Linked DNA regions of Mus musculus: region 1 is linked to region 2. A link is a contact called in public Hi-C data. All regions are on one chromosome and are shown on one strand. Each heading gives the region's core, a stretch centred on a gene start, on an enhancer-like site or on the middle of the called end of the contact. The rest is flanking DNA. Distances are from core to core; before and after follow the strand shown.

Evidence for each region. A called contact is a pair of places that touch in the nucleus more often than the background predicts.
Region 1: a contact with region 2 is called in a Hi-C map of bone marrow-derived macrophages, with 23 read pairs. The contact joins two enhancer-like sites. A contact is called at or near these places in 3 of 39 promoter capture datasets (cranial neural crest, liver and stem cell-derived epiblast-like cells), 1 of 15 datasets of contacts at CTCF or cohesin (pro-B cells), 3 of 484 Hi-C or Micro-C datasets (Th1 cells, bone marrow-derived macrophages and macrophages) and 3 of 115 datasets of contacts at active chromatin or transcription factors (CD8 T cells, embryonic stem cells and regulatory T cells).

The regions. Positions count from the first base shown.
Region 1 is chr1:60,938,323-60,942,192 of GRCm38.p6, forward strand. The region is part of intron 9 of Gm34649 (a long non-coding RNA gene); the gene reads left to right. Among named protein-coding and RNA genes, the nearest start is that of Gm34649, 19 kb to the left of the region's middle. Within about 2 kb of position 2,464, at least 60 of the 459 cell types and tissues checked have an H3K27ac peak or open chromatin away from gene starts, as enhancers often do. A contact at or near this core is called in CD8 T cells, Th1 cells, bone marrow-derived macrophages and 2 more, where this site is marked.
Region 2 is chr1:60,625,241-60,629,222 of GRCm38.p6, forward strand. No RefSeq gene overlaps it. Among named protein-coding and RNA genes, the nearest start is that of Gm38388, 28 kb to the left of the region's middle. Within about 2 kb of position 2,436, at least 101 of the 459 cell types and tissues checked have an H3K27ac peak or open chromatin away from gene starts, as enhancers often do. A contact at or near this core is called in CD8 T cells, Th1 cells, bone marrow-derived macrophages and 2 more, where this site is marked.

The DNA.
Region 1 (3,870 bases), core at 1,214-3,713, 310 kb after region 2:
AAACTCATTGTTAACATAACTCTCCTCTGTTTTTGGAAACTGAAGATGTCATCTAAGGACTTAGATGACATCAAATGAATCATTATTATGTTCCCAGACTCAAGCTCAGGCCAGCTGCAGGGCCAGATGTCCCAGTGGTCCCATGGATCCAACCATGCCAGTGTGAAGGAACTAGGAACACAGTGGGAGAGGGAGAGTAGGGGGACTCTAGCTGCTGAAACTCCAGCTGTCAGTGATCCCAGATACAAACACGATTATGATCTGCCTGCCAAAACAATAACACATATTCTAGCCAGAGGTAACAGCCAAGGATCTAACGGCTTGATGAACACATGTGTATTGACTCAGGAGTGTCTAGAAGACACGAGAAGTTCAGTATTTTCTTCACTACGACTTGAAAGGAAGCATTGTGTGAATCTGTAATGACTTGACTCCCAGTGTTATGGACCAGAGAAGCATTGCTATCACTAATAGCAGGTCGGAAATGCAGAGTCCCAGGCCTTAGCTCAAACCTAGTGCATTTCGCACTGAAAAGCATGATGAAAAGGAAATAATGGTAGCTCATAGTACAACCTGAGAACTTGCTGTGGCTGGCACTGGGTGGTGCCTAGAAGATAGGAATGGCAGACCTGGCTCTTCCATTTTTGTCTCCGTGTCCCTTCTTTTAGGCCTCACCTTCTTTGTCTTTAAAACGAGAAGGTTAACATCTGACTTTGGCTTGGGGTTGCAGTGAGAGTCGATTGAGAACACTCACCAGAAAATGCATTATAAAGGCCACACACTTTCCAAACACGGAGAGATAAAAATTATAGTTACTCACATCTACTAAAAATGGAATCGGGCTTTTTTTGACTTGTGAAATGAGTCACAGAGTCATTCTAAGACAATTGTGAAGAGATATGTGACAGACAAGAGACCAGCATAGAATGTTGATTGTAAAAATTGTCTCTTAAAGGCACTATGGAGGGAACTAGCAGTGATTTCTAAGCTGAGTTATTCATTAATGCAGGGACAGCACAACAGATCAGTTGCATCAGGACCCCACATACTGCCTGAGAAGAGCTTTCCATACTCTAAGTGCATCCATGCTTGGGCACGATGGGCAAAGCACTAGACAAGAGCAAGTTGCTGTGTGCATGGAGCATTTCTTGCCTCTGTGGTCTTTGAAATAAAACCAGGATGAGAAATTTACTTTGCTTTCTTCTCCCATGTTTCAAGAATTTCCCACAGAGGCATTCCATTTAGAATTTCAACTTGGTGAACTTTAGAGGAGCCAGTGATCTCATCTTATTGCACTGTGAACTCAAAACATGGAGAAGTTTTGGAGTCTGTTAAAGTGGTGTGGCACAGTACTGTCACAGCTCGTTGAACTTTATAGACAGGATGTAGTTGAAGAGGGATGTGGGGATCCATGTTGTAAACACTGGGATAGAAGGAAACTTTAGAAAACCCTACAGATACTGAAGGCTGGGATTCAGGAAATCCTGGGAACTTGAAGATCCTGCAGGAACAACCTGAATGGGCAGGTGCATTCTTTGGAGTCAAGTAACCCTAAAGTTCTGCATCATCAAGGACATGGATGGACCATAGGCATGATCAGGGCACCCAACTTAGCTGAGGATACAACTGTCTTCTGTTATAGCATTCTTGAGTCATGTGGTCAAAGGTCTCTATCTTTGGAGAGGAAGTGAGTTCCTTAAGATGAGAATGGTCTGGTAAGAAGGGGCACCAGAGTATAACTTATATGGGTGACATGTTATCTAAAACACTCTGGGATAAGGGAATGCCTTAGTGGTCGAGAGCATGTACTGTTCTTGTAGAAGACCCATGTTCAGAAACCTAGATCTGATGACTCACAACCACCCACAACTCCAGCTACAAGGGGTCTAACACCCTCTTCTGACCTCTAGTGGCATCCACACTTACACATGCACATAATTTTAAAACAAAAATAGCAAATCTAAAATACTGGATACCATGATGCATGAGATCTGGAGTCACGAACTGTGTGGTGGGCCATCTCTGTCTCACTTACCCCGGGTCTCAGCTTATTCCTTTTCTTTTTGCTCATCTTGACTTAACCCTTTAAATGCCTGGGTGACCTTATCTTTGTCGCCTAGAGCGGCTCATCCTGTTGGCAGAGGTCCCCATCCCTTCTCATCTCTTAGCTTTGCTTGACAAACACCAGTTACTCCATCTTGTCCTTTTCAGAACTGGCATTGGCTTAAGACACAGAGTGTATTGTATGCCACCTGTCCAGAGAGATGTGACCTGTGCTCTCCTGCTCAGGAGTTATTAACTAGGGCTCTCCAGTGTCTCTTTTCTAATGGGAATCCCTCCAACCTGTTAAGACAAACCAACAGGGTTTGGAAAACTTCCTTCAGTGGGAGGGGTAACAAACATACTTATTGGAAAAGTGAAAAGAAAGCTTGTGTTTGAGCTCCTCTGCAGATTGTGTTTGGAAAGGGGAAATGAGAGAGAAGCAAGCATGGGGTTTTTCCCCTTTGGTATTGCTCCCTTGCTTTATCTCCCTGTTCCAACTCCTTTGCTTCCAATTTCTCTACCTCTTGCTACAGTTCTAAGAGTGGTCAGGAAACAAGGTACCATTTCTACACACCCGGACATGGGTGATTCTCTCTCTCTGCTGTGGCACAAGGCAAAGAGCTGCTTTCTTGGGTAGGAGGGGCTGGGTGAGGGCACACATCCCCTTTGGAAGATTTCCAGGATCTTAATTAGAAAAAGAAGATTTTCAGCCTAGAAGGTAGTAACCAGATTTGATCTTCAAATGATGGCAATTAACTGACTTTTCTTTAGTTTTTTCAAAACAGGATATTGCTGGTCAGGTGTGCAGCTCTTGTGGTATCGCTAGGTGTTCTCCCTAATGCACTGAGGGCATGAGCTATAGGCTCACACTCAAGCAATAGCTGAGTCTTCTTGCCTCTGATTGGGTTTCCTATGCTATGTGGTCCATATGATGGCCTGAAAACTAATGTAGCCTCAGCAATGGACTGCAGATAGAGAATTTGCTACCACTAAACAAATCCCAGAGAAAATTGTACTCAGATCCACAAATGGTACCTTCTGACTTATGGAGCTTCTCTTGAGTTTTGAAATTCAGTTCCTCTTCTCTCTTTCACTTCCCACTACAAAGTGCTGACTTAGCTTCAAAATTTCTTTTTGGTGATCTTTTTACCCTACTTGGAACTTCTATAGAGATTTTTCTTTTTTTTCCCCCTTCCTGTTATTTTCATTTTTGAGCATTTATGGGGTATTTGATGTGAATGCCAATGGGCCCAGACCATAGGTTTAATCTTCATTGTGGGGCTCTTTAAGATTGCCAGCAGAGAATTCTGTGGTTTGTAAAATTCCAGTTGGTAAGAAAGTTTCTTCCCCTACTTTGTTTCTATTGTGGCCTTTTCCTCTCCTCAATCTTCTGTGTTTGTGAATATTAAGGGTATGGAAGTAGCTTATTACTGCCAAACCCTGTGGCCCCTGCTTTCTAGAAAAACCACAGAACTGTAGTGCCATTCTCAATAGCCTCTCTCCCTTTGCAGAATCTCCCCCCCCCCCCTTGACATGAAAGTCTCTGAGCCTGTATGTTACCTTTTAACTTTTCTCTATTTCACTTGTAAATGTCAAGATCTACGGTTTGAGTTTCACGGTAAAGGAGGCGACCATCGCTGGCTCTCATGTATCTGCCTTCTTCTTCAGCTTAAAGAACAGGTTCAGCAAGGAGGCCTGTCCCTTCTCCTGCTCTACCCTCATCTCCACCAGCACCTTGGCCATTAGCATTTGTCAAGGATAGATTCATTGGTGTTTGTGTGGGTCACGTGAATCTGTCTTTTGTTGGCTTAGATCCAGAAGTCTATT
Region 2 (3,982 bases), core at 1,186-3,685:
AAAACCAAACCAAACCAGTAAAAGGCAAGAGTGGTGGCACATACCTATAATCTCAGCACTGGGGAGTCTGAGGCAGGAGAATTATAACTGAAGACCAACCTGGGATATAGAGTAAAATCCTATCTCAAAACAAAACAAAGTAAGAGAAGGAGTCCTACCACCTCATCATGAGCTCTGTCAATGGTTCTTTCCCAGGGAAACTCTTTATAGTTTAGAAAAGACTTCAGACAACCTTCTTTGCCTCTATCACTAGTCCCTTTTTTGTTTTTGGTGAGGAAGCAAACAACCCCAAATATGCTGGCATCAAGCTCTTCTAATTTGCCAGTTAGCTAAGGAGAGCTGGGTTCTGAAAATACACCTTCATTTGGAGGGGCAACAGGTAAATGACTCACTGATATATTGTGTCAATCATGCATCCGTGGGTCTAGTGTGCTGGCATTAATATTTCTTATATGTTTACCACATCCTTTAAGACCATACAGAGAGACAAAGAGACAGTAATGAAAAAAAAAAATCAACTGCCCAGGCTGAAGACTAAAGCTAAATAACCTCAGAGATTCAGTAAATCTGATGTTTGTGCAGCCTCAGGTGTGTGTCTCCATCTTTACCGTGTCTCTGAAGCGCATGGCAGGAATGAGGTTAGTAACTATGGAGACCAATGCGCTATACTTACTGCTGAGAAGGCTTAGTACAGACAGAACCAGAACAGGCTTCCTCATGCACACAAAGACCTGAGGGAAGAAAGGTGACTGAATGAAAGCAAGGACTGGGAGGAAATATTTTAAAGGAAGACACATACATACAAACAAGGGAGAAAGCAGCAGCGTGGAGAAGAGGGGGGGGGGGTGGGCGCGGTGTGCTTCCTCTCCCTTCCCACCTTTGCTCATCTAGTTTTCTCCTTTGTAATGCCCTCCCCACTCAGAATGAGATCTTCCGGTTACACTTACCAGTCCAGAGCCTGCTCGCCATATGGAGCGTTCTTACCCATCTGTCCCTGACCCATTTGTGGTGTGTTATATTGATCTGACGTTTTGAATACCCCGCTCCCCACCGCCTCTCTCTGGCTGGTTGTCTCATATGGCTGCGCACTTTGTGCTCACTTCAAGAGCTCCTGGCCAGGGCATCTTGTGATGCTGAAAGCCGAGCCACGTTCTCTCTACGCTAACAGCCCGTGGGAAAGGGCTGCCTTTGCAGACTCTCATAAAACACTAAGTGGACTAACATGGTTCTGTTGTACCTTAAGTGCTACCTGGATCCACCTTCTCTTCCCATTGAGCTTGTATGCCCACTGAGATACAAAATAGGGGGGCGCCTTTTCTCAGGAGGTGAAGCACAGAGGTTGACTGCAAAGGGGAGAGAAGAAGAAGGCCTATTTTTTGGGGGGCGGGGGGGAGTGCATGCAAAAGGTTGGAAAATACAGTTACAGACACTGCCTTCCTTTCTGCATTCCCATGGCAGGCTGATTCCCCATGCCAAATCTGCCTGCTAATCTCCAAGTTCTCTCCCCAGGTTCTGCCTAGAGAGGATGGCCTCCTCATAGGTTGAGTGAAGGGACTGTGGGCAGCCTGAGCATGAAGGGACTGGCTTTGTCAGGCCTTTGCCTTCTCCTCAATTTCCCTTGCCTTGCTAAAAAACCATTAGATTCCATTCCTAAAGTTATCCCCCAAGGTCTACTCTCTTATTCGGTCAGCTCCTTCTGAGGCTGACTACCAAGCTGAAGTTATCAAAAGCCCTCTTTGGCTCACCTAATTAACATGCCCAATTAAAATTAAACACCTTCTGCTAATACAGGGTTTCCCTTTATAAACCACAATTTTCCTATGTGCCGTGTCTGACTCTTCTCTGTCCAGAGGCAGTCCTTGTTGTCCATCCCCCCTCCCTGAAAAAACACTCCTCCCCCCTCCCTTGCCCCTTTTCTCCCCTTTCCCTTGCTCCCCTCTTCTTCTTCCTCTATCTCCTGGTCTTTGTCCCTAACCCTGCCCTCTGTGTCTCTGGGGCAAATGACTCTCCTTTGTGCTGAGAATTTGGGGATCTTGAGATACTTTTCCTTTCACTGAAGAGCTGAGGATTTTGTCAGCTTTGTTTCCAGGGTTTGGGTCCTGCTGGTTGCCAGGGCTGGGAGAGAGAGCTGAGGGATTAGGACTCACAAAAGAGAAGCAACCTGGGATTTCACTGGATCTTGTTGAAGGCAAATCCCAAGGAAGCCTTTTGTCACCCTAAACATCATGCCTGCTCATTTTTCAGCACAATGCTGTCCTTGAGCATAGCTCTATCTTCTATACGCAACTGTGGTGGCCTCACATGATAGTCCTGTGACAGCATCGGCTGGCCTGCCTGACTCCTTGCATGTCATTTTCTCTGACTTCAGAGTCAGTGTAAATTGTGTACATCGCTTAAGAAGAAATCCTGGGCTGTGTCACTGCTTCCTTCCCCAAACTTCCCCTCTCTCAAACCCCAAACCCCAAATACCATCAGCTCATCACTTCTGAGGAAGCTGCAGAGGAGCCGAGCCTTCTGAGAACTTAACTGCAGCCTAAGGCTAGTTGCAGAAAGAGAAAAAAATATATGTGTAAACAAAAAAACCCTCCAAAGCACAGAACTTTACGAATTCCTTTTGTTTGTTTGTTTGTTCTTAGGGGTAAGAAGACTGGATCCATTTGCCATAGTTAAGATCTGCCATCTGGGTTGAGCTTCCGATGGTTACAGGAAACACAGCGCGGCTGATAGAATGTCCTAAGGAACAGCTGAGCACGCTCCCTGCTTGACATGAGCACAGACCTCATTAGCTAATGCCTTTCACATCTGGGCAGAAGCAACACAAATGAATTCACAGTGTGATGTGGTTTAAACAGATGGGTTTTTTTTCTTTTCTTTCTTTCTTTCCTTTTTTTTTTTTTTCCTAAACTGCTAGCAAAACAGAGCAGGAGGCCCCGTGGCCTCAAACAGTCCCATTTGTTGGTCTTTTTGAATGGGCAGATAGCTGTAAACAACAAAGAGAAAGGCCTTTTGAAGTAGATGCTGCAAATACTACCTCACAGTTTATTTATCAGCAACACCGCAGAACGAATGTCAGGCTTGTGGCATAAAAAGGCAAAGTGTTCTTTTACTCAAGTAGATTTCTGGGACCAGGACCTTGAACTGTGCACTATATTGAGTTAGTTTATCTACGAAACAGGGGTCACTGTGAGGACTGAGTGAGAGGATCCATGTAAAATGCCCCCCCCACACCCCTCATCCCCCCTGTTGTTTTGTTTTGTTTTGAGATAGGAGTTCAATACGTTTTCCAGTCTGGGTTCCAACTCAAAATCCTGCCTCTGCCTTCCAAGTGCTGGCATTACAGGCCTGCACCACCAGGGCCAGCAGCAAAGCAGGTGTTTAAGGTGGTGTCTTCAATGTAGAGTCCAGTGAGTGTTTGCTGTCACTCTGTTTTCTCTCAATGGTTAGTTCCTGGATTGTAGTGCCAGCTGGCCTGTCTTTGGATCCTGGCTTTACACCTGCTGTCTGTCCAACTCCTAGGAAGTTACTTAACCTCCCATTCTTCCATCTCCTCAAGTGTTATCTGCCAACTACATACCTACTACCTGGTTCTTGTGAGAAAGAAAGGAGGCTGGGCCTTTAAAACACTACCAGACACACACTAAGCCCTTATTAAGTGCTTGTTTGTTTGTTTGTTTGGAAAGTGGAAAGTATTTAAATTCTTTTCATTGTAAATTAGGCCTTTGCTGCTAGATAGCTCAACTGACCTCTCCCATTCTTTACACTAACCATTAGCATTCTCAGACTACACACCTGACCCTTTCTTTTGAGGTATGAGTTGCTTTAGGAGGTTGGGGAAGAGATGATTCAGTGTGTAGGAAGGCTTGCTGTGCAAGGAGGAGAACCCGCTTTTGAATTCCTACCACCCATGTAGGGTCACAGAGGCCAAGAACTCTGGCTCTGTGATAGGTGGATGCAGCAGGATTGGTAAGGGTTGGTAGACACC